5 separate regions of the Mus musculus genome follow, and all the other regions are linked to region 3. Evidence: chromatin contacts called from public HiChIP or PLAC-seq and promoter capture Hi-C data. All regions are on one chromosome and are shown on one strand. Each heading gives the region's core, a stretch centred on a gene start, on an enhancer-like site or on the middle of the called end of the contact. The rest is flanking DNA. Distances are from core to core; before and after follow the strand shown.

The links. HiChIP or PLAC-seq counts read pairs in DNA pulled down with a chosen protein or histone mark. Capture Hi-C pulls out chosen DNA fragments and counts their contacts.
Region 1: a contact with region 3 is called in an H3K4me3 HiChIP or PLAC-seq map of bone marrow-derived macrophages, with 7 times the contacts expected there. The contact joins the promoter of Zfp760 here to the promoter of Zfp946 in region 3. A contact is called at or near these places in 5 of 39 promoter capture datasets (cranial neural crest, liver, neural stem cells and 1 more), 1 of 484 Hi-C or Micro-C datasets (B cells) and 4 of 115 datasets of contacts at active chromatin or transcription factors (astrocytes, bone marrow-derived macrophages, large pre-B cells and 1 more).
Region 2: a promoter capture Hi-C map of adipose tissue shows a contact between it and region 3. The contact joins the promoter of Zfp229 here to the promoter of Zfp946 in region 3. A contact is called at or near these places in 3 of 39 promoter capture datasets (cranial neural crest, embryonic stem cells and liver), 1 of 484 Hi-C or Micro-C datasets (gonadal supporting cells), 4 of 115 datasets of contacts at active chromatin or transcription factors (astrocytes, bone marrow-derived dendritic cells, large pre-B cells and 1 more) and 4 of 9 other capture datasets (adipose tissue, liver, macrophages and 1 more).
Region 4: a promoter capture Hi-C map of liver shows a contact between it and region 3, with 4 times the contacts expected there. The contact joins the promoter of Zfp820 here to the promoter of Zfp946 in region 3. A contact is called at or near these places in 1 of 484 Hi-C or Micro-C datasets (Sertoli cells) and 3 of 9 other capture datasets (adipose tissue, liver and pancreatic islet).
Region 5: an H3K4me3 HiChIP or PLAC-seq map of bone marrow-derived macrophages shows a contact between it and region 3, with 7 times the contacts expected there. The contact joins the promoter of Zfp995 here to the promoter of Zfp946 in region 3. A contact is called at or near these places in 1 of 115 datasets of contacts at active chromatin or transcription factors (bone marrow-derived macrophages) and 3 of 9 other capture datasets (adipose tissue, liver and pancreatic islet).

The regions. Positions count from the first base shown.
Region 1 is chr17:21,705,619-21,711,233 of GRCm38.p6, reverse strand. Zfp760 (zinc finger protein 760) reads right to left here and starts at 3,493. Exons shown (of 6, transcript NM_001008501.2): 1 at 3,341-3,493; 2 at 2,512-2,623; 3 at 1,938-2,029.
Region 2 is chr17:21,730,848-21,735,867 of GRCm38.p6, reverse strand. Zfp229 (zinc finger protein 229) reads right to left here and starts at 2,144. Exons shown (of 6, transcript NM_001164676.1): 1 at 1,910-2,144.
Region 3 is chr17:22,420,015-22,425,494 of GRCm38.p6, reverse strand. Zfp946 (zinc finger protein 946) reads right to left here and starts at 1,293. Exons shown (of 7, transcript NM_198003.3): 1 at 1,066-1,293.
Region 4 is chr17:21,842,940-21,848,685 of GRCm38.p6, reverse strand. It overlaps Zfp820 (zinc finger protein 820), which reads left to right and starts at 2,927. Exons shown (of 5, transcript NM_029281.2): 1 at 2,927-3,042. All of the region lies in intron 1 of Gm31758 (a long non-coding RNA gene), which reads right to left.
Region 5 is chr17:21,908,550-21,913,662 of GRCm38.p6, reverse strand. Zfp995 (zinc finger protein 995) reads left to right here and starts at 3,737. Exons shown (of 5, transcript NM_001256493.1): 1 at 3,737-4,109.

The sequences.
Region 1 (5,615 bases), core at 2,244-4,743, 720 kb after region 3:
TGCCCCCAACAGGATTTGTCTGTGTAACAGCCTGACTCTCTCAGAAATCTCAGGCTGGCATCAAACTCACAGAAACCCACCTGCCTCTGACTCCTGAGTGCTGGGATTAAAGGTATACACCACTACTCCTGGTTCAAAAATACATTTCTTAATGGGGAAAATGAATCCCAAAACAAACAAGCAAAATAAAGTCCTCTACAATAAACTCTTTAATTTGTTGAAGGAATTGAATAAATACTTGAAGATGGAAAGTATTTCCATGCTCATGGAACAGGACATAGTACTATGAAAATTACAATACTAGTGAAAGAGATTGATATGATTAACTCCAACTCCATGACAATCAAACTCCCCATCATATACCTCACAGATACACTACAGAGACTCTTACAAATTTCCATGGAAGCAGAGACCCTGAGAGTACAGAGCAGAGCTTAAGTTGTCCTAGCTTTGGTTCCAGATGACACTGCACAGCCACATGACCAACAATATTATGGGAGTGGCAGATGAGTAGACACACAGCCCAATGAAACAGAGCCAGACCAATAGCAATGGCCATGTGAATCACCAAAACAACACCTATGTGCTGCATAAGAGGTAGCTGTTTTAACTAATGATGTTGAGACAACTATTTATCCACACAGAAATATGAACCTGGGTCAAATTCTCTCCCAGTGTACAATGAATCAGACCTTCATGTATGATCTGTAAAATGAAACTTGTATAGTAAGAGAAAGTAAAAACACATCCATATGGGGACATAGGGACTTACTCATGAACAGAACTACATATTATGACAAAAGAACACAAACTGACAAACAGGATTGCATTCGATATAAATGCATTTCACAAAAGCATCCAAATACGAGAAGCAATCAATGTAGAACTGTAAGGAGAAAATAGACAGCGATGCAGGGAAGCTTCAGCATCCACCAGTCTTCGAGGCACAATGAAATCAGACAGAAAACCAATTGTCTAGCAGGTATCCACAAATATCAGCCACATAATAGTAGGAGACACCCAGGCAGAATTCTCTAACTTCAAAAGATATTTGTTAGTGTGGCCGTGTCCTAGAAATACCAGAATTAAAAAAATAACAAATATCAATGTTTTAAAAATTCTCCCTGAATCTGAAACACAGACACCATCAGCAGATGGAAAACAGAATACATTAAAAGACACAGTGCTAGAATATTCTAATTCAAACATAGAAAGACAATGTAGAGGAGGTCTATGTATTATAAATATGCTAAGCAATCTATACCAAAATCTTACATTTATTTTTGTAGAATTAGAAAAAACCCTAAAATTCACTAACTTATGAGAAACCATAGACTTAAAAAATTATAAGAGAAGGATCAAACCTAGAGGAGATTTCAAAATACATTAAAATTATAGCGATGCAAACTGTTGAGTACTGTAATGAAGACTAACAACAGGAGAGAGTTAATGGGAAGACAGTGAAGATGGAGTTTAATACTTCAGAGAGATACTAAGCAATGCTTGTCAAATTTACACTGGCATTATTTTATGGATTGAAGAAAATAACTTGAAAAGATTTAGAACCAAGGAAAATGCAATAAGCTCCCAAATTTTGAAGCAGAAACTTAAAAGCATCAAGTATCCTAGTAAAGAACTACATTAAAATTATAGAAAGGAAAGTCATTTAATATTGGTACAAATACATGATTAGCAATATGAATGGAAGAGGGATAGCATCATTCACAATCAAAATCCAATCAAATTGTAATTGTTCCTAGTATTTATTCTTACATAGAGAATCTTCTAAAGTTTACAAAGGATAATCCTGAGGACATTATTCTCAGTGGAAGTCTCCAGAATAATCTCTACAACAGAATGTGGCAAAACTGACTTCATGTCCCATTTCCACTGTCACTTAAACTCCTTCCCACCCCTTTGTCAATCCTCCAACATACCTGGATCCTTTGCTACTGATGCCTCTCTCTCCACCTTCCAGGGCACTTTGTCCTGCTCGACGATAAGCAGGTGTAGCTGAAAAGTGCAAGCCCTGCATATGAGAGATTCTTCAGTAAGTACCAGGATTTCTAACACAGTACTATGCTCAGCAGAAATACAGAAAAGGGAACAGAGGGTTCTACAAATGATCCCCCAACTGTTACATAGGGTCAGCATGCTGAAAATATTCAGGGAGCATTTTGAGTTTCCATAACTTGAATCCTACTTCTAATCATAGCTCAATCAAAACTCAAGGGAAAAAAATGAATCTGTATTACTGGAGTGATATTATAAACTACTGAGTATCTAGTTTCATCATGGAACAAAAACGAAAGAAGCCTTACACATCCCAAAATAACAAACATGAAGAACAGATGAAATTTCATGAAAACTTTGTCTTTTTCTCTGAGGCTTTCACTTTCTTCTGTGAGATGTGAGGCTCATCTCATTCACACACAGCTCACACACATGCAGAGTAATTTCCCCAGGAACCCCGAGGAGCAAGGAAAAGTGCAAGAGACTATTGTTACTCACAGAAACAGGACTGCTGCAATTCTGCAATATTCAATCTCAGTACAAAACCCTATGAGTGAGGTCCAGGCATTTCCTCTTCTTCCTGAGAGAAGTTCACCGCATGTCAACAACCCTGAAATTACAAAGCAACAGTTTGCCCTTTGTCCATTGTCAGAGTGTTTCTTGCATCAGAAAAGATACTTTCTAACTTTGTCCCATTACATACTGTTTTCTAATGTAAACAGTGTGGCCTGTTATCCTCACTCTCAACATGCATACTGTACTTCTCTGGACTCCTGAGGTGTGCCTTAAAACCTCAGCATAAGAACACATATTTGTTATATTCACATCAGCGTGTATGCATCTCAAATGCAAAATGAGTGATGAGTAAAACCTTTATTTAAGAATTGTTAAAATTTACAAACATAACTGTGTAGCTTAGCAAAAAAAAAAAAAAAAAAAAATCCACAAACTGATCAAAATCTGCAGTTACTCCTTATGGGGCTGGTAGTTAACAAGCTCTCTGGGACCTTAAAGTCTCCATGTCAAATTCCTCTCTCTTGAATACGAAACGGGTAGACCAAGGGCGTTAGAAAATGCCAACAGTTTTAGTTTTTGCATAACAGCAAAAAGAATAGTGTTTTCAATGGTCAAAACATAAACTCAATTAGTCTAAGGGATACAGTCTTGAGAATATTCTGGAAACCACGGATAAATGGTAAAATCAGCATGTGTCCCATTTCATATGTTCTCAAACTTATCTTCAAGGGTATTACCCTTCACCAGAATTGTGAAAACGGTATCCTTATGAGCAGCAGAAAACTGAACATGCCCCTGGTCCAGTTCCTACCTGTTTACTACAGCTCTTCTGACCTGGGAGATGCTAGGATCGCCGGGCTGCGGTTCCCGCCACTGTGGTGCGGACCGGCGAGTCTCCCAGACCGTTCTACGAGGCTCCAGTGGCTGCAGGAAGTTTTCACATCTACTTGAAACTCTGGCCAGTGTCGGCCGTCCAGCCCTTAAACAAAGATTTCCTCTCAGAGAATGGAGGGTTTTCCGGCCCCTCCCTCCTGCGGCCACTGGAGCCGCCTTTGGGTCCGCCTATTATAGATAGGTTCCGGTTACGTAGGTTCTCTGACCCAGCCCACTGGTTCAAATCCCTTGTCCAATTGAGTTTTCCAGGCCTTCCATGCGGGCTTTAGTTTTCTCTTCGCTCTATTTTTCTAGACCAGTTTTCCCGCCCCGTGGAGACCGGTCCCTCCCACTCCGTCTCAGGCTGCCTTCCACACAGCTCCAGACGCCAGGCTGCTCTGCACATTCTCTGCGCAGCCTCACCATGAGCACTGCCATCCTTGACCAGAACTGGATCTAGTAGGACACTGCACCCCAGAACCTGCCCCACACTCTTGATTCGGAACCTTTCAGATGCAAGATAGTCTCGACTTGACTAGCAGCCTGTGGGCTACATACATCAAACAATAGCAGGTTAAATTCAGAGGCCAGAGTCCGATCCCCAACGGACACACACAAAATGGCAAGCCAAAACCTGAAACTCAAAACTCAGATCCAATTGGCACTGTCTCCCAAGTGCTGGGATTAAAGTTCTATACCACCATGTCCAGATATTTATGTTTATATTATTTATACTGGTGTGATTTGTAAGTATAGACCGGATAAATGCTCTGGCACATTATTTAGAAGGGTATTTTTTTCTTTAGTATGAATTTTCTGAAGTGTTGTTAGAGTTGAGCACCGAGTAAGATTTGTGACATTCTTTACAGATGTAAGGTCTCTTTAATCTGAACTCTCTGATGTCTTCTAAGACTTGTATGCTAGATAAAGGGTATATCACAATCATTGCTTTATTACGTTTTTTTCTCCAGTATGAATTTTCTGATGTGCTCGAAGAGTTGAACCCTTTGCAAAATATCTGTCACACACCTTACATCTGTGAGGTCTCTCTCCAGTATGAACTCTCTGATGTCGTCTAAGATGTGAGTCCTGGATAAAGGATTTGTCACATACCTCACATTTGTAAGGCTTCTCACCAGTAGGGATTCTGGAAAGTGTTTTAAGATGTGATAACTCAAGAAAGTACTTACCACATTCTTTGTGTTTGCATAATTTCTCTAGAGAATGAGTTTCCTGATGCCTTCTATATGAGGCATAGTGAATAAAGGATTTGTCACACTCTTTACAGTTATAAGGCTTCTCTCCTGTATGCAATTTCTGATGGCTTTTAAGTGCTGACAACTGAGGAAATGACTTTCCACATGCATTGCATTTGTAAAGCTTCTCCCCAGTATGACTTCTTTGATGTGTTTTAAGGCTTGAGCACTGGTTAAAGGATTTGTCACATACATCACATTTATAAGGCTTTTCACCAGTATGGATTCTGTAATGCCTTTTAAGATGAGATAATTCAATACAGGATTTACTACATTCTTTGCATTTGTATAATTTCTCTAGAGAATGAGTTTTCTAGTTCTACCAGAAGATCCAGCAATACCACTCCTGAGCATATACCCAGATGATGCTCCTACATGTAATAAGAACACATGTTCCACTATGTTCATAGCAGCCTTATTTATAGTAGGCTGAAGCTGTAAAGAACTCAGATGTCCTTCAAGAGAGGAATGGATACAGAAAATGTGGTACATTTACACAATGGAGTACTACACAGCTATAAAACAATGAATTTATTATATTCTTAAACAAATGGATGGATCTGGAGGATATCATCATGAGTGAGGTAACCCAATCACAAAAGAACACACATTATATGCATTCACTGCTAAATGGATATTAGCCCAAAATCTCAGAATCCTTCTTAGAAGGGGGAACAAAATACCCATGGAAGGAGTTAAAGAGACAAAATTCAGAGCAGAGACTAAAGGGACAACCATCCAGAGACTACCCCACTTGGAGATGCATCCTGTACTGGCTAGTTTTGTGTCAACTTGACACATCTGGAGTTATCACAGAGAAAGGAGCTTCAGTTGAGGAGATGCCTCTATGAGATCCAACTGTAAGGCATTTTCTCAATTAGTGATCAAGGGGGAAAGGCCCCTTGTGGGTGGGACCATCTCTGGGCTGGTAGTGTTGGGTTCTATAAGAGAGCAGAC
Region 2 (5,020 bases), core at 895-3,394, 690 kb after region 3:
GGTGTGTGCCACCACCGCCTGGCTAAGTACCAGGATTTCTAACACAGTACTATGCTCAATTAGATAAAGAGAAAACTAAATAGAGAATTTTACAAATGATTCCGCATTTGTCATGTGGTGTTAGAATACTGAAAAGATTCAGGGAGCTTTTCCAGTTTGTATAACTTGAATCCCACTTCTTATCACAGCTCAGCCAAAACTAAAGGGCAGGGAAGATTGTTTCATAGCTGTTGCTTGTTTAGAGGACCAAGGACCAGCACGCTCACCGTGGCTCACAACCATCTGTAATTCCAATCCCACGGTATCTGACCCCTTCTTCTGGCCTCTGTAGCACAAGGCATGAAAGTGGTGTAGACATACATGTAAGCAAAAACACACAAGCAAATACAAAATGTTTTAAAATTAAAAACCCCTCAAGAGCAGAAATGAAACTTCATGATTGGGATGACAATATTTTAAACTATTGAGTCTCTGAATTTACCATGGGGCAGAAATGAAAGAAACCCAACACTTCCCCAAATGAGAAACATGGGGAGTAAAGAACACTTCATAACAATGTCCTTTCCTGCTTTGAGAATCTCTCCCTGTAATGAGCTGTGGTGTGAAGTTCAGCCACACTGAGCTCACACACGTGCGGCCCCTTCCTTTGAGAAGGAAATTGAGGATGAGAAAATAATAGATCCAGAAAACTCTTCTCACACACAGTAACCAAAGGCTGTGCTTCTATTGTAATCATTCTAGAATAAGCACTCTGAGACACCACTGCCAGTGAAAGAATAGATGTCACAGATGGACCAAAGGTGGGAGAGCTCTGAAAGGCCTGGTCTCCAGGCCAGTTCCTATATGCATTTTATAGTCTATAAGCACAAGGTGGGGCCAGAAGGAAAGTAAGCAGGACTTCCCTGAAGCATCAAGGCAGTTAGCTTGGAGGTTTTTCAAATGCAGGTTACAGCTGACAGATGTAAGCTTTGCGGGTAAGGTAGGTAAGGGCAAGACTTTTGTTTCCGCCACCTCTCCAGGTCATTCTGTTCCAAGTAGCAAGATGAAGTTGCAGAACACTACAGCAGTGCTTTAAGTAAATCATTCAATAAATCAGTAATTCAGTATCAAATAAATGGTCTTTTCTACCTTATCCCACTTTAATTCTAACATGAAGTCTCTATGCAAAAAGCCCCGTGAAGAGAGTGTAGGCATTCCCTCTTTTCCTGGGACAAGTCCACAGCCACATCACTGGAGATCAACAAATCCTGAAATAAAAAGCAACACTTTGGCCACCTGCCCTTGAGTAAAGTGCAGGTTATGAACCAAGGGCACATTGAATTGGAGACTGTTTTCTGAAGTAAGTAAGCAGCCACAGTTATGCAAAGGTCCTTTCTACTGTGGTGCTTTGTCACTGAACATACTGTAGGGTCTGATATCTTCACACTCAGCATGCATAAGGTGACTTTCTGGACTCTAAGATGTAACATTAAGACCCTCACCTGGAATACAAGATTTTGAGTACTGTATTTACATCATAGAATGTGTGCATCTCAGATGTCAAGTTAGTGATAAAATTCTACAGAGTAAATATTAATGATTACAACTATAACTGTGGAGTTTGTGAAAATATATTTGTGATTCTTCTGTCGATCCTTATGTGACTAATATCTAACAAGTTTTTTAGGTTGACAATCCACCAGCTCTAAATGCTACTCTCTTGAAAAGCTTGGATAATTTAAAGTGTTTTGTTCTTTCCGAACTAACAAAGAGAATTGTGAGATTTTTAAGAGAATATGTTGAAAACCTTACAAGAAAAAAAAAAGTCAGGAATTGTCCAGTTCTTAGGAGCTCATGAGAGCAGAGTCCTAATGAGTAGCCCAGAAACCGATCACACCCTACTCCGCTCCAGCCCCGCAGCGCCTCTGACCTGGGAGGTTCCAGGGCCGCCGGGCTGCGGTTTCCGCCGCCGCGCTGCTGACTCTACCAGGATGCCCCGCGCGGCACCTGCGGCTCTCGGGAGTTTTCACGTCTCCGCAAGACCCTGGGCAGTGTCCTTGGCCCAGATTCTGCACTAGGTGTCCCCGGAAATTTCTGAGGGAAAGGCGAGTTTTGCTGAGGCCCTCTCCCGCTTTTGGGAATATGTTGCCTACTCTGGTCCCACCCACTATTAAGTGTCCTCTCACCGTACCCAATCCCGCCCACCTACTTCCTGTTCCGTTTACTTTCCCAAGGGTCCCAGCTATGTTGTTCTGAAAACTGCAAGTATCCAACGCCCACTGGGCGGCAGACACCTTAAGAAATGTCAATTGCCATGGGAAAGGGTGAAAAGGGGGCAGTGTTCTCTAAGGACGGCAAATTAGAGGCAGACTACAAAACAGTTCTAGAGACTGTTCAATGGCGTGAAAGCCCAAAGAAAGGGTTCAAATATCTGAACGAAACTTAAAAATGACAGAACAAAATGACTGGAGATCAAGAAATCACAAGCAAAGGGTGGAGAGAAAAATGAGGACTAAATAGATGAATCCAATAAGGCCAGGTGTTAAGGAAAACTTAATATGAAGTAACGGGGAAAAAGGAAATTCACTGGGCAGTAGTGTTGCAAGCCTGTAAAATCTCAGCACTCAGAAGGCAGAGCCAGGCCTGAGTTCAAGGCCAGCCTGGCCTACAGAGTGAGTTCCAGCACAGCCAGGGCTACATAACGAGATCCAGTCTTGAAAAAAAAAAAAAAAAGTAGAAGCTCTCAGTAAACATAGGCTATATTTCTTGGTAATCTGTTCCTGGCATTTTTGACTTCCTTAATTTTCCTGGTAAACGTTGTGCATGTCCCTTTGCGTGTGTCTATGTGTGTATGTGTTGTTGTTGTTTCTTCAGAGCAATATGTCTTCAGTGTTTATGTCACAGGTCGCGTGGAGTATCAACATCCTGAATCTTTGATGCTTTGATCTTGGGATTCTTTGTTTAAAGGCTTTCTGACAGCACATTGGCAGGCATCAATTTCTTTACAGACATTGAAAGGAATTCGACCCTCCCACCCTTTACTTGACATCAGGCACATACTGCTTTGGGTAAAGACACTGTTCTTCATGGGAAAACCTTGTCATTCCCATTACTGACTGGGACAACAAAACCCTTTTGCTCTTTAAGCAGAACATAAACAAATACTTCCGTGGCCAAGTGCCTCTCGTAGAAACTACAAAGTTAAGTTCTTCAGCCACTTAAGTGGCTAAATTTTATGAACACAGCATCAACACACATAAAATAGGACTCTAATTACAATGCTGCCTACTTGTGTTGGACTGATCAAATCTAAAATAGAACAAACATACAATTTGTGTTAAAAAAAATCAAGTAAAATATTTGGGGGTTATATCCCCCAGGGAAAAAGATTCCCAAGGAAGCCATCCCACTGAGTTACCAATTTCACAAAATAAGCCAAGTAATTATCCTTTGCTTCTCACATGCTGAAATAATAAAATATGAGTGCTTCAAATTAGAGGCAAGATATTTTTCCATTTAGCTTCAATGTTATACTAAAAATACTGTTTTACTTATTAAAAACAAATATGTACAGTTTTTAAACTTTAAAAACTATAGCCCATGTATTTTAGTCAAAATATAGATCAACAAACTGAAGAGATATCATTAAAGAAAAACAACAAAAACCAGTAACCCTAGATTACATTACACATCATTCGTTTTGTTTTGTTTGTTTTGTTTTGTTGGTTTTTTGAGGCAGGGTTTCTCTGTCTAGCCCTGGCTATCCTGGAACTTACTCTGTAGACCAGGCTGGCCTCAAACTCAGAAATCCGCCTGCCTCTGCCTCCCAAGTGCTTGGATTAAAGGTGTGTGCCACCACACATCATTCTTGACCAAGACTGAAAACTTGGCAATTTCCTGAGTGAAAACTATCAAACACCTTCTAATCTCTAAAACTGATCGTTTATTTAATTCCAAGTGTTTATCCATAAATACATGTACCTCACAACACTAAATTGACTCACCAGGAATCACACACACACAGTTAAAAGAGGTGAAAATGATGTAAACACACAATACTCATTCATGAAATCCTCAAAATAAATGAAAAGTTAAATAGAAAAAGAAGACTTGTTTCTTGAGAAACAGCAAGGAAAAATCATTTTCAAGTATGTTTTCAACTTGACTGAACTCCTTACTTGGGCTCTTTCATCCACTCAAATCTGACTCTTTGTTTGATTACTATCTCCCCGTTCTTTGCAGCCCAGGGTTCTTGGTTTAGCTCCTGGTCTACCTTAGACACGGTATGAGAAAGAGGCACATGGCCACTCCTGATTTATTCAGAAATTACAAGGATTTCTCACAGTACTGGTCTCAGATGAGACAGATGATGACCATATAAAGTTTGTCAACTGTTATTTACTGACATATTCTGGAACATACAGGAAAATCCTCAGTTTGTGCATGCTGAGTTCTACCACCAATGAACTGCTAGATGTTGTATTATTTAGTAATGCGTGCTTGAAATGACCACAATGAACAATAAAGATGCACAATACCTCCAGCCACTGAAATATATAGAAATGACAAGATAAGAACATGGATCTTCTTAATGACCAGAAATGCTCAATATGCAGTTCATGTTTTAATAAGAATTACTAAAGTAAGCTGGTGGGGGCCCATGCCTTTTATCTCAGAACTCAGGAATCAGAGGCAGACATATCTCGCTGAGTTCCAGGCCAGCCTGGGCTACAGAATAAGTTCCATGACAGCCAGGGTTACACAAAGAAACCCTGTCTCAGAAAACCAAAATATTACTGTAATTACTACTATTATTATTTGATGGGCTGACACATACCTTTAATCCCAGCACTCAGCAGGCAGAGGCAGGCAGATCTCCATGGGTTCAAGGTGATGCCGGGCGGTGGTGGCACACACCTTTAATCCCAGCACTCCGGAGGCAGAGGCAGGCGGATTTCTGAGTTTGAGGCCAGCCTGGTCTACAGAGTGAGTTCCAGGACAGCCAGGGCTACACAGAGAAACCCTGTCTTGAAAACAAAAA
Region 3 (5,480 bases), core at 44-2,543:
AGAATTCAAGTTTCATATTGAATAGACATCGTGGAGAAAGTGAATGGCCTAGTTTGTTCCTGATTTTATTGCAATTGCTTTGAATTTCTCTTCATTTAATTTGATATTGGCTGTAGGCTTCCTGTAAACGGACCCATTTCTCAATGCTTTACTTACATCCTAAACTGCATACATCTCAGATGAATAATTCATGGGCAATAAAAAGTATGCTTAATAAATGTTAATGTTTACTGCAATAACTGTAGTGCTCCATACGGTCTACTTTCTAGTAACCTCCCCCCAGCCTGAAGCAGGCTAAGCCAGACCTTGAACTTGCTGCCACTAAGGAGATTACCTTGGGTAGAGCCTTCCTACCTAGATCACTCTATTGTTCAGCCACTGCTGCTACCAGCTGGGACGGAGACTATTCCTGCAGCTGGTTCCAGGCTCCAAGGATGAACTGGCGGGAATGGGCCTCCCCCACCCCCACCACACCCCCCCCCCCCTTTATAAGCGCATTTGCCATTAAACATTTGAGCTTTGATCAGGAATCTTGACTTAGCTCCATTTTTCTCTCCACCGCCTAGTTCCCCTCTCTTTTCAGCCCCAGCTTGGCTTCCAGGTGAAATCCGGTTCATGTGAGCCGCGGTCGGCTTCCAACACTTCCTGGTTCAAAAAAAAATCTGTACCGTTTCCTCATATGACAATTATATACAAAGCTCTTGGAGGATACCTATTAACCAGAGCCAAAGGCGTTCTCTTGAATAAGCAATTAGTAAAACGAGGCAGTTAGAAAGCATGAATGAATTTACATTCCAGGAACTGTTACAATAACTAACAGCATATAATAATGCAACTGCTCTACCAGATATTTTATGGGTAATTTTATGACTGAATATTCTGGTAAATGTACGATGAATGAAAAAAATCACGATAAATCCCAGTTCACAGGATCTCAAACTTCCTGACAACCGTAAGATATCCACAACAGAATTGGGAGAGCAGCGTCCAGGGAAACCATCCCCCCCCCCCCCCTTACCCCCACCTCGGCTCCCGCCCGTTTTCCAGCCCCGCAGCGCCTCTGACCTGGGAGGTTCCAGGGCCGCGGGGCTGCGGTGTCCGCCGCTGCACAGCTGACGGCTGACTCTTCCAGGCCCGAGTTTTCCCTAGGTCCAGAAATAACCAGGACAGGAAAACCAGCCCCCGGTTAGAGAACAAGTTGTTCACTTAAGTACCTAAGGGAATGGTGAATTTTCCTATCTGACTTGATCTTTGGAGCTGCTCTCCTAGACCCGCCCACTACGGCCCCGGTTCCGGTCACGTGGTTCCCCCCAAACACTTCAAGCCAGGCGCTTTCTTTTCCGTAATTACTTTCCTAGACCCTCTGGTTTTTTCTTTTTGCTGGCCCCCTCCCCGCCCGACAAGTACCCACGCCCCAGGGAGGTTCCGGCCCCTCCCACTCAGTCTCAAGCAGCCTGCTACAAAGCTCCAGCAGCCAGGCTGCCCTAGACCTGCTCTGCACAGCCTCCGATATGCTTTCACACCAGAACAGGATAAGTAAGGACGCTGCACCCCAATATCTGAGTCCCAATTGAGTTCTGAACCCCTCAGATAAAAGATGGGCAGCCTAACTAAGAAGTTAAGATACAAGCCTTCTGAGCTTTTAAAAACGCTCAGCAAATGGCAACCAATACCCACAATTCTGATTTCTTTCCTTCCATTCCCTACACAAAATACTAAAAGTAAGTAAAAAAGCCTGGCTTCTTCCCAAAGCCAGTCTTAAAACATGTGAAATACAAGAAAGACTAATCATATGAAAATGTGGATAAAAACGTATGGGACAGATAATAATAAGAGGAGAGCTGTGCAAGCTCACGGGGGAGCTGCAGGGGTAAAGGACACTTGGTAGAAACTGCAAGTGGTAGAACAGGGCACTTGGAAAGCATGAATAAAGTTAAACTCCAGGAGCATTGTCCTGGCCACAATAGCAAAGAGACTAGGTAATGCAAATACTTTTCCCGAATATTTCTCTGTAAATAGCATAGCAACCATAATATGAATGAAAACATCAGCATAAGACCCAATTTGTGTAAGTGAAAATATAATGATAGCACAACAGAATCTTGATAGCCAGGAAAAAATAAAATGTGGTGAGTTTGCATTATTTAAAATTTCAAGCACAGGGGATTCATGGTCAGGATCAGGATGGTAAGGAAAATGAACATAGAAATGAATGGATTTTCAAGGGGAAGGACATTTGTGCCTAGCACATCACTTTATCACTCTGGTCTGTAAGATACAGGCTGGAATTTGGATAAAGAATGTGTTGAATATGTAGACTGCTTTTGGTAGAATAGCCATTCTACTTCCTAATTGTCTTCTTCAATTTCCTTTCTTCAAAGACTTGAAGTTGTATCATACAGGTCATATACTGGTTTGGTTAAAGTTAACACCAACATACTCTTTTTTTTTTTTTTTTTTTTTTTTGAGGCTATTGTGAAAGGTGTTGCTTTCCTAATTTTTTCCCTTAGTCCCTTTGTCATTTGTATATAGGAAACCTATTGATTTAATAGCTTTAATTTTGTATTCAGCTACTTTGGGGAAAGTGTGTTTGAGTTATAGAGTTGCCTGGTGGAAATTCTTGGGTCACAAGTATACTATAATATCATTTGCAAATAAGGGTATTTGACTTCTTCCTTTTCAATCTACTGTGTATCTTTTTGTATCTCTCTCAGTAGTCTTAACTGCTTTAGCTAAGACTTCAATTATTTTATTAAATAGATATGGAAAGTGTGGATATTCTTGGCTTGTTCCTGATTTTAGTGGAAGTGCTTTGAGTTTCTCTTCATTTAACTTAATCCTGGTTCCAGGATTAAGGCAGACTGTAACCTGCCTTCATTATGTTTAGATGTGTCTCATATCTTTTATCTCTACAGGACTTTTATGGAGAAGGGATATTCAATTTTGTCAAAGACCTTTTTTGCATGGAATGAGATGATCATGTCTTTTTGCAATATTGTATAGTGGTTTATATTTGTTGATTTTTGTACATTGAACTACCCCTTCAAAGCCTATTTGATCATGTTTGGTGATATTTTTGATGTGATCTTGGAATCTCTCTGCAAGTATTTTATGAGTATTTTTGCATGTATGTTCAAATGAACGAGCATTTGTGCCTGACACATCACTTTATCACTCTTGTCTTTAACATACAGGCTGACAAATGTTGTCAAGTCTATCAGCAACAAATCAAATATTCTTGCACCAGTGAGAGATGCTGTTTTTCAATTTCAGCAGTATTGTTTATTGCAAATGAATGTGTTCCGTGACATAATCCTTTCCATATCTTCAATTGAAAACAAAAAAACAGAACTGCAGCTTCAAATTCATGGAGATTAAGAGGGTATTCTGGGAAGGCATGAATAAACCAGGGTTTTATATGTTTCTTCTATGAAATCCACGATGCATGGCTTTTATAAAATCTGGAATTGACACTTCCTCAAATGCACAGCTACTTATGAACAGACATTTTTCTACATTTCTGAGCCTTCCATTCAAAGGTCACTATCACTTGTTTCAACATGAATTGTTTAAAGTAAGAAAAGCTCAAATAGCTATGTGTGCTGTTCAGAAAGTAGGACTCTAGTTTGTCGACCTCAGAATTCTAGTCTATATTTACTAAGGATATTCTCTCTGAGACAGAGATTTTCTCATCTCCCAGGTCTATCCTGCTTTTTCCATATCTCTGTGCTAGAACCATGTGAATCTATTTTCCAGCTGTCTTCCCCTAGCACAGAGGCTTAGAAAATACAATATTCATGAACAGTTGGACATACACTAATGTCAGCAGAGCATGGAATGATATTTTTAAAGGCTTGAAAGAAAATAAATGTCAACTGTAGCATTATATCCAGAAAAAAAAAAATGACTGCTAGAAGTGAGAGAATAGGAAGTGTACTTGAATATGGGGGGAAAAATTACACAGGGTTTTCACCCAGGACCCTTCTTAGATAATAATCAGATAAAACATGCACAGAAGAATCGGACACGAATTATCCATGAAGATACATAAAAGAGCACATTTCATGTAAGTAACAAATGAATACCAAAGACATGAAAGAAACCATCATGTATAACACAGGAAAGCACTAACACTCACTGGGAATGGAAAAAAAAAAAAAACATGAACGATAATGTATCAGCCAAAATGCCAACAGTATCTTCTGAATTAAAATCTCAGTAATACAGTAAAATCTCAGTAATAACAGTATTTCCTCCACTAATGTTCAAAAATCACCTAGTGCAAGTCAGAATAAAAGAAACACATTTCAACACAATAAAGAGCATATTGGTCACTCTAAGTTTACAGTCCAGAAAGAAGAAAATGTACAGTACTGAGCTGACACTGTCACAAGACAAAGTGTCATGTTCTTCCCAGTCGTATTTAATATAGTTTTAACCTAGCTATAAAGATTGATGGCGAGGCGTACTGGCTATTTTTCCAAAAGATGGGTTTTAGAGCAACAATCAAATGGCAGTGCATTAAAATTGTCAAAGTTTTAAGTCTAGTTCCAATGGAGTCCATGCTATCTTTTGGCCTCTGTAGTCTCTGCACATGTATGGTGCACAGACATAAATACAAAAGTCCAGACACATGTAACAATAATGGTAAAGTAACAAACTGAAGAAATTTGAGAGAGTCAAAAAAGCAAATAGATACAATAGGAAATTAAGGCACTTAACCATTTCATAGATGGTATGATTGTATTTATAACCTGAAAACACCACCAGAAATCTTTACACTTGACAACAGCATTAGGAACTTGAAGAATAGAGAAGTTAAAAACAAAAAAAAAAAAACAAAAAAACAAAAAACCAACAACAAAAAAACAAAAACAAAAACACTAAACTTCCCAGTTTTCTTGTACCAATGATAAGCATGTTGAAAATAAATTAGGATAAATCTCATAGATTGTAGCTTAAAAGGCTTCCAGCGTCCCTCAAAGTATTCATTAATATGTTCATACTACTTACCCTTGAGAGGATAACAAATTGAACACCCTGATATTCCATCTTCCACTAGGAAGAATGGCTTACACAAAGAAAACAAATTGGTGGATGGAGAGATTGTTCAGTGGGTGAGAGCAGCTACAGTTATCACAGAATACCTGGGTTCAAACACCAGCACCATTAATCTGGCTCACAACCATTGTTATCTACCTTCCTAACAGATATGATGCCTATACATGATATCCATAGGCACTAGACACATGTGGTGCACAGACATACATTATGCCAAAACACCTATTCACAGAAAATGAAAATAACAAAAACAAGAAACAATGAAGCCAAGTCCGATGGGTACAACTTTAACCTCTCCATTCTTGATGCAGCGACAAATGTAACACTGTAATTTGCTGTTAGCCTTGTCTACACAGTGAGTTTCAAACCAGTAACAACTATATATTAAGATATTCCTCAAAATATTTTCAAAAATAATC
Region 4 (5,746 bases), core at 1,678-4,177, 580 kb after region 3:
GATACAACTTACCAAAGTGACATCAAGATCACTTAAACAATCTAAATAGTCTTATAACCCCTAACAAAATAGGACTAGTCAATACACGTCTTCCAACCAAAAAACACCCAGGGCCAGAAGGTTTTAGTGCAGAATACTACCAAACTTTCAGAGAAAAGCTAATACCAATACTCCTAGAAATAATTTTAAAAGTTCTGTGAGCCCACAATCACCTTGACAAACAAACCACACAAAGACTCACAAGTGAAGAGGATTTCAGACCAATTTACCTTATGAACATTGATGCAAAAATACTCAATAAAATACTTGCAAATCAAATCCAAGAACATATCAAAAGTATCATCCACCACGATGAAGTAGTCTCAGAAATGCAAACATGGTTCAACATAAGAAAACCCATCAGTGTATTCTACATGTAAACAAACAGAAAGAAAAAGACCACAAGATCATCATTATATTCTGAAGAGGCTTTGAAAAAATTCTATACCATCTTATGATAAAAGTCTTGGAGATATCAGTGATATAAGGGACATACTTAAACACAATGAGAGCAATATACAGCAAGCCGATAGGCAACATCAAATTCAATGGGGAGAAACTTAAAGCAATTCCACTAAAATCACAGACAAGACAAAACTGTCCACACTATTCTTATCTATTCAATATAGTACTAGAAGTTCTAACTAGTGCAATAAGACAAATAAAGTAGATCAAGAGAATACAAATTAGGAAGGAAAAAGTCAAAGTATCACTATTAGTAGATGATATGATAGTATACATAAGCGAGCCAAGAATTTCCACCAAGGAACTTCTATATCTCATAAACACTTTTGCCAAAGTAGCTCAATACAAAGATAATGCACACACAAAAAAATCAATAGTCTTCCATTATACAAGTGACAAACCAAAGGAAAGAATCAGCAATACAACAACTTTCACAATAGCCTCAAAAAATATAAAGTATAGTAGTGCTAACTCTACTGTGTTGGTGTTCTGTCTTTTGCTTATATTGTAATGCTAAATAGTGTCCACAAGGCCCGGTTGCCTCCTAGGAAACAGAGATTCTGCAGGTACCCAAGTGATGCTCTGTAACCTTGACTCCAAGTTATTCCTTATTGGTGAATAAAGATATTTACAGCTAATAAATGGACAGAAGAGAAATAGGCTTGGTGGGGAGGTGTGTCAGAGAAGAACCCTGGGGAGAAAGAAGATGGAAGTAGAGGAAACCACCATGGGCTAAGAGTCTTAGATAATGGCTATGTTGGCTGGCTAATTGTAGTTCAAACAGCCAAGATAAAACATGGCAAAATATAACAGGATTAATAGTTGGAAAATAGACATGTAAATAGCATAGATGATAGATACATTCCTAGTTCTGGCGCTGATAAAGGCGTATTGTAAAGATTGTGTATGTCGTTTACCTTTGAAGTGAATCATCAAAAGCTGGGCAGTAATAACAGTTGGAATTAAATATTTTCCACAACATAGTGCAAGCAAGTGTAAAACTTCTAGGATAAAAGATTCAAGTCTTTGACAAAAGAAATTGAAGAATATACTAGAATGTGGAAAGATCTCCCATGCTTGTGGATGAGGAGGATTCACATAGTAAAACTGGCCATCCTACCAAAAGAAATCGATAAATTCAATGCATTCCTTACACAAATACCAGCTTGTATGTTGCAGACCAGAGTGATAAAATGATGTGTCAGGCACAAATGCCCTTTCCCTTGAGAATTCAAGTATTACTACGTCCATTTTCCTTACCATTCTGATCCTGACCATGAATCCTGTCTGCATGGAATTTTAAGTACTATATACTCACGTCAGAAGGCATTTTATTTTTCCTGGCTATCAAAATTCTATTACATTTTCTATTACATTATGACTCACATGAACTGGGGCTGATGCTAATGTTTTCATTCATGTTATGATTGTTAGATTATTTACAGGAAAATATTTGTGCAAACTACTATTTGCATTATCTATTTTCTTTTTTTTTTTTTTTTTTTTTTTTTTTTTTTGTTTTTTTTTTTTTTTTGGTTTTTCGAGACAGGGTTTCTCTGTATAGCCCTGGCTGTCCTGGAGCTCACTTTGTAGACCAGGCTGGCCTCGAACTCAGAAATCCGCCTGCCTCTGCCTCCCGAGTGCTGGGATTAAAGGCGTGCGCCACCACGCCCGGCGCATTATCTATTTTCTTTGCTATTGTGGCCATGACAAATCTCTTGGAGTTTAACTTTATCAGTGCTTCCCACTGCCCTGTTGTACAGCTTGTTGTTTCTACAGAGTGACCTTTGTCCCTGGAGCTCCCCAGAGAGCTTGCAGAGCACCCTCCCACCATTCTCTGTCCCATCCACATTTTCACCTCAGTGGTCTCTCTTGTATTTCATGTATGTTTTGACACATACTTTGGAAGGGAGCCAAACTTTGTGACTCATATTTAGTTTTGTGTGTTGGGAATGAAACATAAGAAATTGGAATTTAGGGTGTTGGTTATATTTTGCTGTGCGTTTGTAGCCCAGAGTTTTATTCCAACCTAAGAAGTTAGGCTGCCAATCTATTATCTGAGGGTTTCAAAGCTCACTCTCAGATGTCAGAATGCAGCTTCCTATGGAACCAGTTTTTTCAAGTCCTTCAGCAAGCAGTAGGGAGGTTGTGCAGAGCAGGTCCACAGCTGGAGCTGTGTGGCAGGAAGCCTAAGACTGAGAGGGAGGGAACTGAATCCCCGGAGCAGGGATACTGGCAAGAGCAGGACCTTGACAGAAACAGGATAAAAGCAGGGAGGGGTCTACCAAAATGTTTAGGGGAACCACGTGACCATAACCAGCATTTAGTGGGAGGGTCTAGGAGAGCAGCCCGAAGGATCCAGGCCTGAGTGACAAGAATTTCTACCAATCGTTTTGCTACGTTTTGGTTTCCGCGTCCTAGCGCTCTCTGGCCCTGGAAAAGTCTCCTGAGAAGCAGTTCCTTTGCTACGGGCCGGGGGAGTCAGGATCAGCAGCGCAGCGGCGGGAACCGCGGTCCAGCGGACCTGGAACCTCCCAGGTAAGAGGAACTGCGGGGCTGGGGAACTGGCGGGAGCGGAGCAGGGGGGTGTTTTCCGCAGCTGCTCTTAAAGACGCTGCTCTCACAATTCTGTTATGGATATCTTATGGTTGTCAGGAAGTTTGAGATCCTGTGAACTGGGATTGATCATGACTTTTTTTTTTTTTTTTCATTTATCCTCCAGTTACCATCGTATTCAGTCGTAAAATAACTCATAAAAGAGCAGTTGCACTGTTTCCTATTTCCTAATGTGGCAATTACAAAGATAGTGGAAAGTAAGTTCGTTCTTGCTTTCTCACTACCTTGTTAGAAAGCAAGTATTGCTCATTCAAGAGAACGCCTTTGGCCCTGGTTAATAGGCTTCCCTAGAGAGCTTTGTATATAATATTTTATGAGGAACCAGTGCAGATTTATTGAACCAAACCAAAACAAAAACTTTGTCGAGTGCATTGTCATGGGTGTAAACACTAATATTTACTAAGCAGACTTTTTAGTGGCCATGAACTTTTTAATCAGAGTTGTATGCAGTTTAGGATGTAAGTAAAACATTCAGAAATATGTCTTCATATGCTGAGTTCTTATGTTACTCCTTGGGTCCAAGCAAGCCCAGTATTGCAGTGCGAGTGTATCAGACCGCACTATTTATATAATTAGAAAATCCACTATAGATTAAAATAAAGCTTAGAAAGCATCTTTTGAGTAATTATGATCATTCCCCTGTATCAGAAAATTGTCTCCTTGGTTGAAGGAAAGAATTCTGCCCATACATAGGTGGCCAAGCTGTTGTTTTTATTTTAGGATTTGTTATCATTTAGTGCTGTGACTGTGGACTTCTTGTAGGAGAAATGGGAATTCCTAGACCCTGCAAACAGGGCTTTTGGCAGAGATCTCTTTTGGACAGTGCAGCAGTTTGGTTTCTGTTAATGACAATAGTTTTCCTGAAGTCTCCCTAGCTCTTCCTCAGAGTTCAAGGGAGAATGACTGTGCATGTGTCTGAGCCTACATGCTTAGAGGAAAAGAGACATTTTTATTTCTGATATTTTCTCGCTCCTTCATGTTTATCCTTTTTTAGGTATCCTTTAATTTTGTTCCATGAAAAGTTTGGGTGCTTCCTGAAGACTCTTTCCCATGTGCAGGTGTCTCACTCCTCAGGTAGTTCAACTCACCTGTGAATCTGAGAGCCCTGGATGGTGAAGAGAGGAAACTAGCAAAGGATCCAGGTGTGTTAGAGGGAGTGAAGAAGGTATAGGGAGAGGCTCAAATCCCAGTAGAAAGAGGACATGAGATTTGTTTTGCCAGATTCTATTTCATTCTAAATATTTCTAGATAATTGCAGTGAGAATAACATCGGAATATTCCCACTGTAATTTTTAGAATACCTTTTATGTAAGAATTAATTTACAGAGGCAAATGTAATTTAATTGGTTTGTATGTGAGGGATATTGTCCCCCTCCCATTCACATCTCTGATCATATCTTCGTACCAATATTAAACATTTTCATTGTTACAATTTTAATGTATTGTTCAGTCAGAACACTTGATGCCTGTTAGTTTTTTTCTGCTCATAGAGTTTTGGAGCATTGTGTAGTTCCTTTAAGTTGTCTTATCTTTTATGGTTAATTTCTCAGTTTCCTAAAGTAATGCCAGCAAGATTTTGATAAGATTTGTTTAGTAACTTTGCATAGTATTAAACTCTGTCTATATTACCTTCCCACTGATACCCGCTGTTGTCGGTCTTCTTGTCAACTGTTCAAGATTTGCACTGTTATAATTTTAATATACTTTGAAATCACCCTTGGGTTTGATCCTTCTCTCATATATTTAAAATTTTTTTTGTGGGGCTGGAGAGATGGCTCAGTGTTTAAGAGCACTGACTGCTCTTTCAGAAGTCCTGAGTTCAGTTCCCAGCAACCACATGATGGCTTACAACCATCTGTAATGGGATTCAATGCCCTCTTCTGGTGTATTTGGAGTGTGTTCATATACATAAAATAAATAAATCTTTTAAAAAAAAATTTTGTGGTTTCTCATTTTATAAATTTTTGGAATGATTTCTCTATATTTAAAAATATCTGTGTGATTTTGGTATTTCCAATTTTAAAGACATCCTTTTATATTTCTTCACGTTTGACTGAGAACATGCTAACAGTGTTCCTGTGTCTTCTACTAATGTCAGCATTCCAGATTCTTAGAGAGGAACTTTTTTCAAATTTTTAATTTTTTATCATTATTATTTAATCTTTTTTCACAGTCCAGTCGCCAACCCCCTCCTCGTCCATCCTCTGAGCACTCCCCATCCCACTCTCCCACCCCCCCCATCTCCAAGATGGCATCCCTACTCCCAACCTCACCCCACTGGAAACCTTGAGGCCTCAAGTCTCTTGAGTGTTAAATGTGGAGAAGACATTTTAAAAATCTGTAGTCATTACTAGGTTTAAATAATTTTTTCTTTGTTAATTTTATTTTTGGGGACACTTTGTCTAGGTAGTCTTGGCAGTTCTGGAACTCCATAGATAAGGCTCCCCTTGAACTGAGATCTCGATCCACTCCAGTGCTGGGGTTAAAACCTGGCCTTGCTGACATGGTCCAAGTCCAGAATTCTGCATTAGTTTGAGAAGATTGTGCATCTTCTGCTGTTGTGTAGATGGTTTTCCAGAGGTGTGCTACTCATTACTGGTTTTCAGTGCTGGTCATGGCTGTCTTT
Region 5 (5,113 bases), core at 2,488-4,987, 510 kb after region 3:
GGGAAATGCAAATGAAAACAACCCTGAGATTCCACCTCACACCAGTCAGAACGGCTAAGATCAAAAATTCAGGTGACAGCAGATGCTGGCGTGGATGTGGAGAAAGAGGAACACTCTTCCATTGTTGGTGGGATTGCAGGCTTGTACAACCACTCTGGATATCAGTCTGGTGGTTCCTCAGAAAATTGGACATAGTACTACCGGAGGATCCAGCAATACCTCTCCTGGGCATATATCCAGAAGATGCCCCAACTGGTAAGAAGGACACATGCTCCACTATGTTCATAGCAGCCTTATTTATAATAGCCAGAAGCTGGAAAGAACCCAGATGCCCCTCAACAGAGGAATGGATACAGAAAATGTGGTACATCTACACAATGGAGTACTACTCAGCTATTAAAAAGAATGAATTTATGAAATTCCTAGCCAAATGGATGGACCTGGAAGGCATCATCCTGAGTGAGGTAACACATTCACAAAGGAACTCACACAATATGTACTCACTGATAAGTGGATATTAGCCCAAAACCTAGGATACCCAAGATATAAGATACAATTTGCTAAACACATGAAACTCAAGAAAAATGAAGACTGAAGTGTGGACACTATGCCCCTCCTTAGAAGTGGGAACAAAACACCCATGAAAGGAGTTACAGAGACAAAGTTTAAAGCTGAGACGAAAGGATGGACCATGTAGAGACTACCATATCCAGGGATCCACCCCATAATCAGCTTCCAAACGCTGACACCATTGCATACACTAGCAAGATTTTATCGAAAGGACCCAGATGTAGCTGTCTCTTGTGAGACTATGCCGGGGCCTAGCAAACACAGAAGTGGATGCTCACAGTCAGCTAATGGATGGATCACAGGGCTCCCAATGGAGGAGCTAGAGAAAGTACCCAAGGAGCTAAACGGATCTGCAACCCTATAGGTGGAACAACATTATGAACTAACCAGTATCCCGGAGCTCTTGACTCTAGCTGCATATGTATCAAAAGATGGCCTATTTGGCCATCACTGGAAAGAGAGGCCCATTGGACATGCAAAGTTTATATGCCCCAGTACAGGGGAACGCCAGGGCCAAAAAGGGGGAGTGGGTGGGTAGGGGAGTGGGGGTGGGTGGGTATGGGGGACTTCTGGTATAGCATTGGAAATGTAAATGAGCTAAATACCTAATAAAAAATGGAAAAAAAAGAAATTCTGCAACTTTCAAAAAATAGTTAAAATTAATATTCTTCAAATTATTAGGAACATCCCACAATTTATGAGGCTCCAGTTAACCCAGATAGCAAACCAAAAACGTGGGTATAGAGAATTACGGAAGCTTATGAATATACATGCAAAAATACCCATAAAATACTTCCAAGAATAAAAAGTATCCCTAAACACAATCAAGCAGACTTTGTCTCAGAGATGAAGGGATAGTTCAAAATACAAGAATCAATAAAAATAATCCACCATACCGAAAAAAGAACTGAAGAAAAAAAGGCATGTTCACCTCATAACATGCAGAAATGGCCTTTGACAAAATAGAACACCCCTTCTCCATAAATGTTCTGTAGGTATTAAAGATTCAAGAGACATAACTGAACATAATAAAGGCAGATTACAGCAAGCATAGAACCAAGATCAAATTAAGGGGAAAGAAACTCAAACAATTCCAGTAAAATCTCTATCTATTTAACATAGTACTTGAAGTCTTAGCTAGAGCAGTGTGACAACTGAAGGAGAATAAGAAGATACAATTTGGATGGCAAGGAAAGAATTAAAAATACCCTATTTATAATTGATATGATAGTATACATAAGTGACCCAAGAATTTCCACCAAGAAACTTCTATAACTCATAAACACTTTCCCCAAAGTAGCTAAATACAAAATTAATGCACAAAAATCAATAGTCTTCCATTATACAAATGACAAACTGAATAAAAGAAAAAATTCAGGAAAACGACACCTTTCACAATAGCCTCAAAAAATATAAAGTATGTTGGTGTTAACTCTATGCTGTTGAGGTTCTGTGTTTTGCTCATATTGTAATGCTAAATAGTGGCCCAAGGCCTGGTTGCCTCCTAGGGATCAGAGATTCTGCAGAGACTCAAGTGATGTTCTTTATCCTTACCCCCAAAGTGATCACTGATTGGTGAATAAAGATGCCTTCAGCTAATAGTTGGGCAGAAGAGAAATAGGCTTGGTGGGGAGGTGTGTCAGAGAAGAACCCTGGGGAGAAAGAAGGTGGAAGAAGAGGAAGCCACCATGAGCTAAGAGTCTTCGATAATGGCCATGTTGGCTGGCTAATTGGAGTTCAAAGCAACCAAAATAAAACATGGCAAAATATAGTGGGATTAATAGTTGGGAGATAGACATACTAATAGCATAGATGATATATACATTCCTAGTACTAGGGCTGATAAAGGCATATTATGAAGATTGTGTATGTCTTTTACCTTGAAAGTGAATAATCAAAACCTGGGTAGAAACAACAGTTGAGATTATATGTTTTCCACACCACATTGCAAGCAAGTATAAGACATCTATGATAAAAGAATCAAGTTTTTGAAGACAGAAATTAAAGAATATACTAGAATGTGGAAAGATCTCCCAAGCTTGTGGATGAGGAGGATTCACATAGTAAAACTGGCCATCCTACCAAAAGAAAAATATATATTCAATGCATTCCTTACCCAAATACCAGCTTCTGTGTTATAGACCAGAGTGATAAAATGATGTGTCAGACACAAATGCCCTTTCCCTTGAGAATTCAAGTATTATTACGTCCATTTTCCTTACCGTTCTGATTCTGACCACGATTCCCGTCTGCATGGAATTTTAAGTACTATAAACTCACGTCAGAAGGCATTTTATTTTTCCTGGCTATCAAAATTCTGTTGTGCTATCACTGTATTTTTGCTTACATGAACTGGGGCTGACGCTGATGTTTTCATTCATGTTATGGTTGTCAGACTATTTGTAGGAAAATATTTGTGCAAACTATTTGCATTATCTATTTTCTTTGCTATTGTGGCCATGACAAATCTCTTGGAGTTTAACTTTATCAGTGCTTTCCAACTGCCCTGTTGTACACCTTGTTGTTTCCACAGAGTGACCGTTGTCCCTGGAGCTCCCCAGAGAGCTTGCAGAGCACCCTCCCACCATTCTCTGTTCCATCTGTCTTTATCCACATTTTCATCTCAGTGGTCCCTCTTATACTTCATGTATGCTTTGATACATGCTTTGGAAGGAAGCCAAATTTTGGGACTCATTTTTAGTTTTGTGTGTTGGGGTGCAACATAGAAATTGGAATTTATCTCTTAAAGTCTTGTCTCTCTGGCCTCTTCCTCCCTTGTTCCTTCCTCTGCCCTCCATTCCTTTCCACCCTCTCTCCAGGAGGGCAAGGCCAGTCTCCACTTACCTACTCTCTCCTTCTCTCTGTCTTTCTTTGCCTCCATTACTCTCTTAAAGCCCCACCCCATGCCCTAAATAAACTCTACTCTACACAAAAAAAAAAAAAAAAAAAAAAGAATTTAGGGTCTAGGTTATATTTTGCTGTGCGATTGTAGCCTAGGAGGCTAGTGTCCAAAGGTAAGAAGTTAGGCTGCCTCTCTATTATCTGAGGGTTTCAGAACTCACTCTCAGATGTCAAGAGTTCAGCTTCCTATGGAACCAGTTTTTTTCTAGTCTGTCAGCAAGCAGTAGGGAGGTTGTGCAGAGCAGGTCCGCAGGTGGAGCTGTGTGGCAGGAAGCTGATGACTGAGCAGGAGGGAATGGAATCCCCGGGGCAGGGATAAAGGCAAGACCAGGACATTGACCAGAACAGGAAAAAAGCAGTAGTAATTAAGGAGGGGAAAGCTCTTGCTCTCAAACTGATTTGGGGGACCACGTGACCATAACCACGGTTTATTGGGCGGGTCTAGGAGAGCAGCTCCTAAGATCCAGGCCTGAGTGACAGGAACTTCCACCGATCGTCTTTCTACCTTCCGGTTTCCGCATCCTTGCCCTTTCTGGACCCGGAAAAGTCTCCACAGACGCGGTTTTGTGACTGTGGACCTGGGAGAGTCAGCAGCGCAGCGGCGGGCACCGCAGCCCGGCGGCCCCGGAAGGTCCCAGGTCAGAGGAGCTGCGGGGCTGGGAAACGGGAGGGAGCGGAGCAGGGGGATGTTTTCCGCAGCTGCTTTTATGGATGCCGCTCTCACAGTTCTGTTGTAGATATCTTACCACTGACCAGAAGTTTGAGATCCTGTGACCTGGGATTTATCGTGATTTTTTAAAATTTATCTTACAGTTACAGGAATATTCAGTCATAAAATCACTGTTAAACCAGAACACCCTACCCGCCCCAACCCAAGCTCCCTGGGACTAAACCACCAACCAAAGAGTAGACATGCAGGGACCCATGGCTCCAGATGCACTTGTAGCAGAGAATGGCCCTATTGGTCATCACTGGGAGGGGAGCCCCTTGGTCCTGTGCAGGCTCAATGACCCAGGGTAGGGGAATGCTAGGGCGATGAGGTAGAAGTGAGTGTGTAGGTGGGGCAGCACACTCTTAGAGGCAGGGGTAGGGGATAGTGGGTTTGTGGAGGAGAAACTGAGAAAGGGGATAACATTTGAAATGTAAAAATATACCCAATAAAAAAATGGAAAAAAAAAACTTGTAAAAGGGCAGTTGCACCATCTATTTCCTAATGTGCCAATTACAAAGATAGTGGAAAGTGAATTTGTTCTTGCTTTCTTGCTTTGTTTTACTAATTGCTTATTCAAGAGAATGCCTTTGGCCCGGTTAATAGGCATCCCCAGAGAGCTTTGTATATACTATTATATGAGGAACCAGTGCAGATTTATTGAACCAAAAAATATACTTTATCGAGCCCTACTGTTATGGGTGTAAACACTAATATTTACTAAGCAGACATTTTAGTGGCCATGAACTTTTTAATCAGAGTTGTATGCAGTTTAGGATGTAAGTAAAACATTCAGAACTATGTCTTCATATGCTGAGTTCTTATGTTACTCCTTGGGTCCAGGCAAGCCCAATATTGGAGTCTCTTCGACACACTATACATTAAAATAAAGTTTTAGAAAACATCTTTTGAATAATTATGATCACTCCCCTG